Regions from separate parts of the Sus scrofa genome. Here region 2 is linked to region 1. A link is a contact called in public Hi-C data. All regions are on one chromosome and are shown on one strand. The core of a region is the stretch at or near the end of the contact, and the rest is flanking DNA. Distances in the headings are between cores, read along the strand shown. Region 1 overlaps COL4A3BP (collagen type IV alpha-3-binding protein). Region 2 overlaps POC5 (centrosomal protein POC5).

The links. A called contact is a pair of places that touch in the nucleus more often than the background predicts.
Region 2: a Hi-C map of omental adipose tissue shows a contact between it and region 1, with 2.5 times the contacts expected there. The contact joins two enhancer-like sites. A contact is called at or near these places in 1 of 5 promoter capture datasets (liver), 24 of 47 Hi-C or Micro-C datasets (adipose tissue, alveolar macrophages, brain and 13 more) and 1 of 2 datasets of contacts at active chromatin or transcription factors (skeletal muscle).

The regions. Positions count from the first base shown.
Region 1 is chr2:84,478,377-84,483,411 of Sscrofa11.1, reverse strand. All of the region lies in intron 4 of COL4A3BP (collagen type IV alpha-3-binding protein), which reads left to right. Among named protein-coding and RNA genes, the nearest start is that of COL4A3BP, 57 kb to the left of the region's middle. Within about 2 kb of position 3,646, at least 1 of the 83 cell types and tissues checked has an H3K27ac peak or open chromatin away from gene starts, as enhancers often do. A contact at or near this core is called in omental adipose tissue, where this site is marked.
Region 2 is chr2:84,693,415-84,698,109 of Sscrofa11.1, reverse strand. It overlaps POC5 (centrosomal protein POC5), which reads left to right. Exons shown (of 13, transcript XM_005661493.3): 11 at 481-758; 12 at 4,607-4,695. Among named protein-coding and RNA genes, the nearest start is that of POC5, 35 kb to the left of the region's middle. Within about 2 kb of position 2,624, at least 7 of the 83 cell types and tissues checked have an H3K27ac peak or open chromatin away from gene starts, as enhancers often do. A contact at or near this core is called in omental adipose tissue, where this site is marked.

The DNA.
Region 1 (5,035 bases), core at 2,397-4,896:
TAGACTCCCTCAAAAGGTAGAATTTTTTTTAAAAAGATGACTGAATTCATCTTTAATTTTATTAAATTTAGTTTTATTTAGAATGATCTTTCAAGCCAGAAATTGGGTTCTTAAAAAGGTTTTGGTACAGAGTATGGACTTGGTGGTTTCCTGATAAGTCTATTTTAATTTATCTCTATAAATTAAAGGATATATTATGGAATCCAAAGCCCTAAATCGTAAGTGTAAGAAAGAGGTAGGTCTGAAACCAAGGAGAGTGGGGGAAGCTGTGGTTACTCTACTTTTACAGTACTATATTGTATCTGCGCTTTGTTTTTTAGTACTTTGGATTGTTTTCTGCTGCTCCTCTAGCATTTTTTCAACACTTATGTGATAAGGCCTTGGTTAACCCAGCCTCCCTCATCTCACTACAACACTGCTTGTTTAGATTTTTCTGTAAAGGAAAGCTTATCTCATGCTCTTTTAGCAGAAAGTGCAAAATGAATAGACAAGTTCCATAAGTGACCTTCAAATGGGGGTTTTTAATTTGATATTGGTTTTTAAATTATGATAACAAGAATGACTAGGAAACTTTGAATGTTTGAATGAAACTTTGAATGTTTCCTAGTACCAAGAATGACTAGTATGATTTGAGAAAAGTATCTAGAGGCTAAGCAAATATAATAACTCAGTGAAGTTAACTGTATTGCAGCTGGGTTCTAGGCAGTTAGAAATGGATAAACTCTTCTTTAATATCATTTTATTAAATATACATTACGATTTCTTTGATTCATGAGGCGTTACAATTTCTGGAAGTCATTGTAGTTTGAACCTCTCCTCATCAGGTACATTATAAATGTTCTTTTTCTGTTAAGTTGTGTTATGTTTTATCTTAACAAAGGATTCAACAAAGGACTATCTTATATTTGGTCTCCACTGGATATATACATTTTTAGTCAGTTTTTTAAAAAATTGGATTTAGTATAGAAAATTACAGTTCTATACTAGCCATATCATTTTAAAGATGAAATTTTAATATTTACAAGTGTGAAATTGTCATGCCAAACTTTATTATACCAAATAATATGTTTATGATTACCTATAGTCATAAATAAAATTGTTGCCATTGCTCTAATTTATTATGATACTATTAACCATAATCCTGTTGATTAAATTGTTCTCTTGGTTATAGTATCTTGGTTCTCATGTGATTTGCTTCAAAATTATAATATTGAAAGTAAATGTGTGGAGAGTTCCCATTGTGGCTCAGTGGTAACAAACCTGACTAGTATCCCTAAGGATGTGGGTTTGACCCCTGGCCTCTCTCACTGTGGTTAAGGATCCCGCGTGGCTGTGGCAGTGGCACAGGCCAGCAGCCGCAGCTCCAATTCAACCCTAGCCTTGGAACTTCCATTTGCCTCAGATGCGGCCCTAAAAAGCAAAAAAGAAAGACAGAAAGAAAGTAGATGAGTGAATGCCGACTACAAAGCAAGCTTATTGGGGTTTTGTTGTTTTTTTTTTTTTTTCGGATTTCAGAAATTCAGGTCCTGGTAAATGCTCCGTTGTACTTATGTTAACATTAAATCTCTCTTACGTTTTCTCTCTTCCTGTAATTAAAATGGAAGGAGACAATGGAGGGACTGTGTCACAAAATAGATAATTTTTGACACCACGAGGAAGTTACTTAATTTCTTTCTAAGTTTTTTTGCTATACTTCTTGCTGGAGAGTGTTATTAGGAAAATGAATAAGCTTTTCACAAGACAGATGCTGTGAAAAAAATGCTACAAACCAACCTTTTTTTAGATTCTTTATACCACTGTTATTTTGACTAGATGGGCTGATAGACTGTACAAAATGAAAATATATGCTTATTTCCTGTATGAATGAACCAAACAATAAAATTTAGTTAATAAAATTTGCTGGAGTTTTCTTTTAAAATCAGTTTTTAGGCGTTTTTGGTCCTTTATTAAATTTATAACTTTGAACCATATGATTCAGTTTATCGTAATTTTAAATATTCTCAAAAAAATCAAGATACGGAAAGTACATGTAGAAGAATTAATCTGAAGGTTACTATTGTACTTTGACCAGTAGTAACCTTTGTACCAGCTTTCCAAGTACAGTGCTTGGAAAATGCTACTGACCCCCTCTAGTGGGCAAAAGGTTGTTTTTGTTTGTTTATTTGTTTTAATAAGGAGGAATATTATACCAAAGATATGGTCTCATTACTGTAATATTTTAAAAATATAATAATCTTTGTTCCGTATAGGATGTGTTCAGTAAGTATTTCATTGAACCAAAATGGCATTTTATGTTTATGTAAAACATGTTCAGGAATACTGCTTACAAACTTGCAAATTTGAGAAAGAAAGGGTTTTTTTGCAAAGCAATTGGTGTGAGGGATCTTTAAGCATATATATTGAAAGGAGAAAATATTCCTATAGTAAATGTATTTGAATTCCATGTTAATTAATTTTAGATAGCATTTGGTATTTTCAAAAATTTTATATTGGTGGAGTTCTCTTATGGCACAGCTGGTTAAGGATGCAGTATTGTCACTGTAGTGGCTTGGGTCACTGCTGTGGCACAGGTTCTATCCCTGGCCCAGGAACTTCCACCTGCTATGGGTTTGACCCCCTTCCTCAAAATTATATTGACTGTAAATAAGCTCCAGTTTTTTCTTGTGGAAGAGTGGGATTAAGAAAAAGCCAGCATGCCTTTTAAGTATTATCCGCAAAATCATACCAATGAGATTTTGAAAGCATGTTAAGATTTTTATAAGAACATTCAACAGTGAATATCAGTTGTGACCCATTTCTGTCCTTGGGAATTTGCCTCACCCACCTTCAGAAAGCAGACCTTATGGGTGTAGAAAGTGAAATCCTCAGCTAAGACATAGCCAGTGAGAAATTCCCAGTGCCAGGAAATGTCTGATGAGTTCTTGGGATTGTGACATATAATACTTCAACTCAAGTTATTATCTTTTCTGTTTCATGATGTAATCTCCTGCTATGAACAAAACGTCTTCTTTTAAATAGCTGCTAGACAGAGGAAAAGTAACTTAGAAATTCAGGATAAGTATTGTTGAGCGTTACCTGGTGGGACAGTGGCTTAAGGATCCAGCATTGTCACTGTGGTGACCTGGGTTTGATCCCTGGCTCAGGAAGTTCTGCATGCCATAGGTGTGGCCAAAACAAACAAACAAACAAAAAAAAAAACCAAGATGAGTATTGTTACCTTTGATGTGAACATGTTGAAAGCCAAAACAAATGTCATTTTGCTACTTACAACATTGCTACTTTTCAGAATAATTTTGTAACTATCTTTTAAAATCATTTTTAGCTCCTGTGACAAAGTGTTTTTAAAATATTGATATCTTTGATCATAGATTAGATTTTTGAGAAAAATTCAGGACTAAATCAGAGCCATGTCATGTGAATGAGAGACAATCAAGCTTAATTATACAGTTAGCTATTCCTTTAAAGTAATGAAGTGGTTTTTAAATTTTTATTTTGTCATTCTCCAAAATCATTTTAGATAGCTCCATTTTGTGGCTATATCATAAAATCACTCTAAATATTGTGACATCAAGAATCTTTTATGCAGGAGTTCCCGTTGTAGCGCAGTGGTTAACAAATCTGACTAGGAACCATGAGGTGGCAGGTTCGATGTCCTGGCCTTGCTCAGTGGGTTAAGGATCCGCCGTTGCCGTGAGCTGTGGTTTAAGTTGTAGATGCGGCTCGGATCCCAAGTTGCTATGGCTCTGGCGTAGGCTGGCGGCTACAGCTCCAATTACACCCCTAGCCTGGGAACCTCCATATGCTGTGGGAACGGCCCAAGAAAAGGCCAAAAAAAAAAGAATCTTTTATGCAATGTAGTGTCATTGGCAGAATTACAGACATTTCCAGAATGACCAGTTTTTTAAACAGTGAAGATTCATTTGCATGCGCATGTGTATATTTGCTAAGCATTTTATTTATTTATTTTAAACATTTAAAGTTACCTCAGTGCAGTTGGGGTGACAGATGAACCCCCATTGTTTAAATTGAATAAAACGGAATTGATGTTCATGAATATACTGTATTTTCTTTTTCTTTGGAGTGATGTATATAATGAGATTTATTTAAGTGAAACTTTATTAGAGGTAGAAATACAATAAACTCTCAGCCTCAGTATTCATTTATTATCCATTACTTAAAATGTATGGCAACATCAGTATTGCTATAGTAGAGTCTTTTGTTCTATGATATTGTAAGGAGATATTACTGTTTTGAAATAACCCTGAAAAAAAAGGGGGGGAGGATGTAAGAAGTATTTTTTTTTTTTTTGTAGTCAACATTTAGTAAAGCTTCGTAGCATATATATTTTAAGATCTTAAAGTTGGGGAGGGCATTTGTTTTACTTTGTCTTTTGTCTTTTTAGGGCTGCACCTCGGCATGGGGAGATTCCTAGGCTAGGGGTCGAATCGGAGCTGTAGCTGCCGGCCTATGCCACAGCCACAGCAACGCCAGATCCAAGCTGCATCTTCGACCCACACCACAGCTCATGGCAACACCAGATCCTTAATCCACTGAATAAGGCCAGGGATCGAACCTGCAACCTCATGGTTCCTAGTCTGATTCATTTCTGCTCGCCACAGCAGGAACTCCCCAGATCTTAAAAGTTTTAATTTACTCTCCTTAGGACTCGTTGATATAAAGCAGGTAAATGGAGAGGGTAGATTCATTTGGATTTGAATTTCAAATTGTTAGGTGTAAATATTTTTCAAATAAATATCCAGGATTTGTTTTTAATATTATAAAATTTTGATTGTAAATTATGGGCTGGTTTTGTATTTAAATGGTTAGTCCAGATTAATTTCTGTTCAGAAATGAATGACATATAGGTGTCTGAAATAAGTGACTTTGAAGTACATTGTATTTTTAGTCTCTAGATAGGTTTTTATTTTTTTTAACAAGAATTTTTATTTTATATTAGAGTTGATTTGTAATGTTGTATTAGTTTCAGGTGTACAGCAAAGTGATTCAGTTTATATATATATATATTTATTCTTTT
Region 2 (4,695 bases), core at 1,375-3,874, 220 kb before region 1:
CCTGTGGTATACGGAAGTTCCCAGTCTAGGAGTCGAATTGGAGCTGCAGCTGCCAGCTACGCCACAGCCACAGCAATGGGGGAATCTGAGCCATATCTGTGACCTGCACCACAGCTCACAGCAATGCTAGATCCCTAATCCACGGAGCGAGGCCAGGGATCGAACCCCCATCCTCAGGAATACTAGTCCAGTTTGTAACTCGCTGAATCACAATGGGAACTCCTAATTTATTTTTTACCTAAGAGCCATCATTCCTTAGCTTTCACTTGTTGAAGAAAATAGTCTTGTCTTCAGTGGTTGATGCCAACATTAACCAGTTAACACTGACAAACTGTATTAACTGAACATTGTTTCCAGTATATGACACACTTCTACACTTCTTTCAGACCAGATTTTAGCTATCATGTCTTTTTATTTTGGGGGACATAAAAGTCATCTTAATTTACAAGAGTTATAATGGAATTAACTTGTGGTTTATAGGAACAGACTTCACAAATAATAAAAGGGAAGAATATGGTCCTGGTGTTCAAGGAAAAGAACATTCTGCTCATCTGGATGCTTCGGGTCCTCCAGTGCCCTCAGTGGTGCCACCATCCCCACCCACAGTGGCCATGGGAGTGCCCAGCGCTGCTGCCTTTCCCTCTGCTGCTTCCATCACTTCCACTGGGGCCGCTTCTGCTTCTTCTGTCCACCTTCCTGTTTCTGCTGCTCATGGCGCTGGATCAACAGCCACGGCTGCTGCTGCACCAGAAGAAATGGTCAGTACAGTAATGCAGGTGCCCCCTTGGGTAAAGGGTTGCAAACTTGTCTGTATATTGGAATTTTGAACTCTGAACATATTTATCGATGGAGAAAAGTCTATATGCTATTTAGGCCAAGCCACAGAAATATTTAATTCTCAAAGTAGCTAAAACATTAATTTGTAGTGAAAATAATACCTGAAAGTTCTATTACAGTAGTGATAATTAAACAAAAATAAAGACCTTTCTCATTTTACATTTTTCAGAAACTAGTCAGGAAAATAGATTTAGAGTTTGTTTTGTATTTTTAAAGGTAATTATTGGGTTCTAGTCAAAGGCCTAGAAGATTAATAGCCCTTTTGTATAATGGCTACAGCTTCCCTTTTCTTGGATGCAGATGTAGCATCATTGCTACTCTGCAGTGACTCCATCTTGATTTTTTAGGTTTTAAATTTTCATAATCAGAACTGTTTTTCCTAGACTCACTAGCTGCTTTTAGAGGAGTACATAGAGGAGGACAGTACTGAATGAGGGTGGAGTATTTGAGGGAGGATTTACCTGAAATGGAACTCATCAAGCTATTCATATGCAGAGAGTTATGGACAAAGCATACCTGCTTCTGACTTCTGGGCTCCTGTTGTTAACCCTGTATTCTTCAGTGTCTCTCAACTGAAGGCCATAGGGATCCAAGCCCAGCTGAGCCAGCTCACCTCTGCAGGGCTCTTCTTTTCAGCTCCATTCTTTTCCCTACTCTAGCTATACTCTGGCACAGAGGTATGTATCATAAAGATGCTAGGGTGACTCTCATATGTTCGTCTCCCTCTCTTCCCCAGCCCTAACCACTCACAGGAGAGGAAAGAAGATGGCAGAGCAGATGTTAGGTCTTAGAGTTACCTGGCAGGCCATTAGAGGGTGCCATAGCGCCAGGTAGCTCTCTGTAGCTGAGGGAGGCGTTGAGTCAGTCAGACAATTAGTCATCTGTAGTGTTCAGGCTGACTTGAATTTCTGCCTTTTGGAAACTACTAACTTTGGGGGAAAATATGTTGAGTTCTGCTATTTTTGCAGATCTCAACGTATTTTTGTTCTTAATTCAAAGAGGTAAAAAAAAACAGGACTTAAGAGAAATTTAGATTATGTGGAGGAGTTTTGATTTAGAAATAAGACACGGAAATTCAACCCTGACATATGTTCAGCTGTGTTTTATTTTTCATGATTACACATTTTGAAGTGTGATTCTATACTGATGATCTCATTTAAATAAACACTGCATGTTATTTAAATTTCTGGTTTGCCATTCATCTTGCATATCCAGATAACATGCAGAGCTAGATTTTTCAAAATTTCCTTCTTGAAGTATGACTATACTATTTGTACATGGGTGTGGAGAAATGAATCTGAACATGCACAGGGAGGACCAAATGAATGAGGGTGCTCACCACCCTTTTTGCTATTTTTTGAAACAATTTGGTCACCTGAGATAATTCTGAAGTCTTTGAAACCGGAAAAAGCCCAATATTGTGTAGACGGCCCTTCTTCCTCCCCAACCCCTCCAACTACATCCTGCTGCTTCAGCAACAGACACATTACTCAGCTGCATTCACGTAAGTTCAGGATTAAGAAGGAAGAAGAATCACAAGTCAGTCACCTCTAAGTGTTTTGCTAGTTTTCTTCCTTCCTTATTTAAAGAAACTACTCAGATTATTCAGCTCACATATGTCCTCCTGTTTTTAAAAAGATCTATAATGATAAAAGCAGGAACAAATAGATTAGTTGGATAACTTACCTTATGTGAAACCGTCACTGCTGGGAACAGGAAGGAAGAGAGATGTGACCCAGGCCTGGCTATCTTTCTCCTCATTTGAATCACAGAGGCTGCCTGTGAACAGTCAAAACTTTACCGTCTTCCTCGGTATTTCTAGTAGCTACAAGGAGATGTGTGTAGAAAGCAAACTGCAGAGAAGCACAAATAACTAGAGAAGAGACCATTACCTCCTGTTGGTAGATCAGAAAATGTCTTCATCTGTAAAATTCCTTCCTTTCTGCAGGCAGACCTCCTCAGCATGTTAAAGAGCAGAATTCCATGGTGGAAAACACTCTTCAAAAATATATTAGGTGGTCATGTAAACAAATGCCCTGTTGGAGTTCACCGTGTTCAACAACAGATGACACTTGCCTGTTTCTAACTCCAGCTGAAACAACTGAGGGACTTGAATTGGATTTTAAGCTGTTTAGTAGTTTCTAACGTTCCTCTTTATCTGAGTGCAAAGGGAAAGTTTACCATTAGTCAGTTGGTGCCCCTCTCCCCGTTCTAGAAATGAGAAAACTGAGGCTTAGAGACGGTCAGGGAACTAGTCAGGGAACAGAACTGCTAACACAGCTGGAATTCAGACTTGGACAGTTCAGAGCCCTGTACTCTCAACCAATGATGTGCGTTGTTTCTCTGTGAAATATTGATATAAATATTGGGGGGTTTATATCATTTCCCCTTTTTTTCTGACTCCTTTTCATCTTTGCCCAGCTACTGTAATTAGTTGATAGTGGCGGGGTGGGGGGATGAGTTACATGTGTGTGTTACTGTTTATGTAAGTGTAACCTTTCTGGAGTATTATCCAGTAGTAGGCAACAAAAGCTGTAAAACCCAGCATTACCTCTGGAGATGGTCATCTGTGTCTTGCAATATCTTCCTCAAATAACTCTCAAAAGGGGAGAGGTTCTTGCTGTGGCACAGTGGGTTAAGAAGCCAACTGCAGGAGCTCAGGTCACTGCAGAGGTGCAGGTTTGATCCCTGGCTCAGTGCAGTGGGTTAAAGGATCTGGCATTGCTGCAGCTACAGCTCAGCTTCAGTCCCTGGCCCAGGAACTTCCATTTCCTTCAAGTGCAGCCATAAAATTTTTAAAAAGAAGAAAAGGGAAATCCTGTTTTCCAAAAATTTACTATATTTAATATGAAAACAACTGGTACAGTTAGATAAACTGCAGTTTGTTGGTATAAAAACCTCTCCTTAAGAATTATAACTGGTCTCTATGAAAAAACGTATATTAATGTCCTAAGAAAAAAAGGACACAAAAAGCATATGCCTAATGATGATTTATGCATAAGGGTCCAAAGAGTTCATAAAACAGATTCATTGTTGCTAAGAATTAGGGACGCTGGGGAGGGAAGACGGTAAGCCTCTAAAGGATGGCACAAGGCCAGTCTTTGTAGTGACGGACTAGTTCTGCATCTGGACTATCCTAACAGCTACAGGAATCAAAGCACGTGATAAAGTGACAGATCTATACCCAGGCGTCATTCCATTGTTTGCTTCCTGGTTTCGATATTGTAATGATGCTATAATTATGTCAGACATAATCATTGCAGGAAACCAGGGGAAGAATACCCGGGACCTCTCTATGCTGTCTTCGCAACCCTCTATGAACCTAAATTACAGAGTAAAAAGTTTTTCCCAAGTTCTTAAAGTTCTATAAAATAGTTTGGTACACCAAGGTTAAAGGGTGTTTGAAGATGCTTGATTTTAGTCTTATGAAATTTTTCTTTGTTAAAGTTATCGGAGTTCTGACTGAGCAGGTTAATAAGAACTCGACATAGTCTCCTTGAGGATGCAAGTTCGATCCCTGGCCTTGCTCAGTGGGCTAAGGATCCAGCCTTGCCGCAGGCTGCAGTATAGGTCCTGGATGCGGCTTGGATTCAGCATTGCCATGGCTGTGGCGTAGGGTGGCAGCTGCAGCTCCAAGTCACCCCTTAGCCCAGGAACTTCCATATGATGTACAATTATTTTAAGTGCTGAATATTTTGAGTTCTAGCACCAAAAATACCAAAAATTTTGCCGTGGATTTTTCTACCAACTGGATCTTTCTGTTTTTTAGTTTGTGCCCAGGGTTGTGACGTCTGCACAACAGAAAGCTGGGAGAACAATCACAGCCCGGATCACAGGGAGATGTGATTTTGCTTCAAA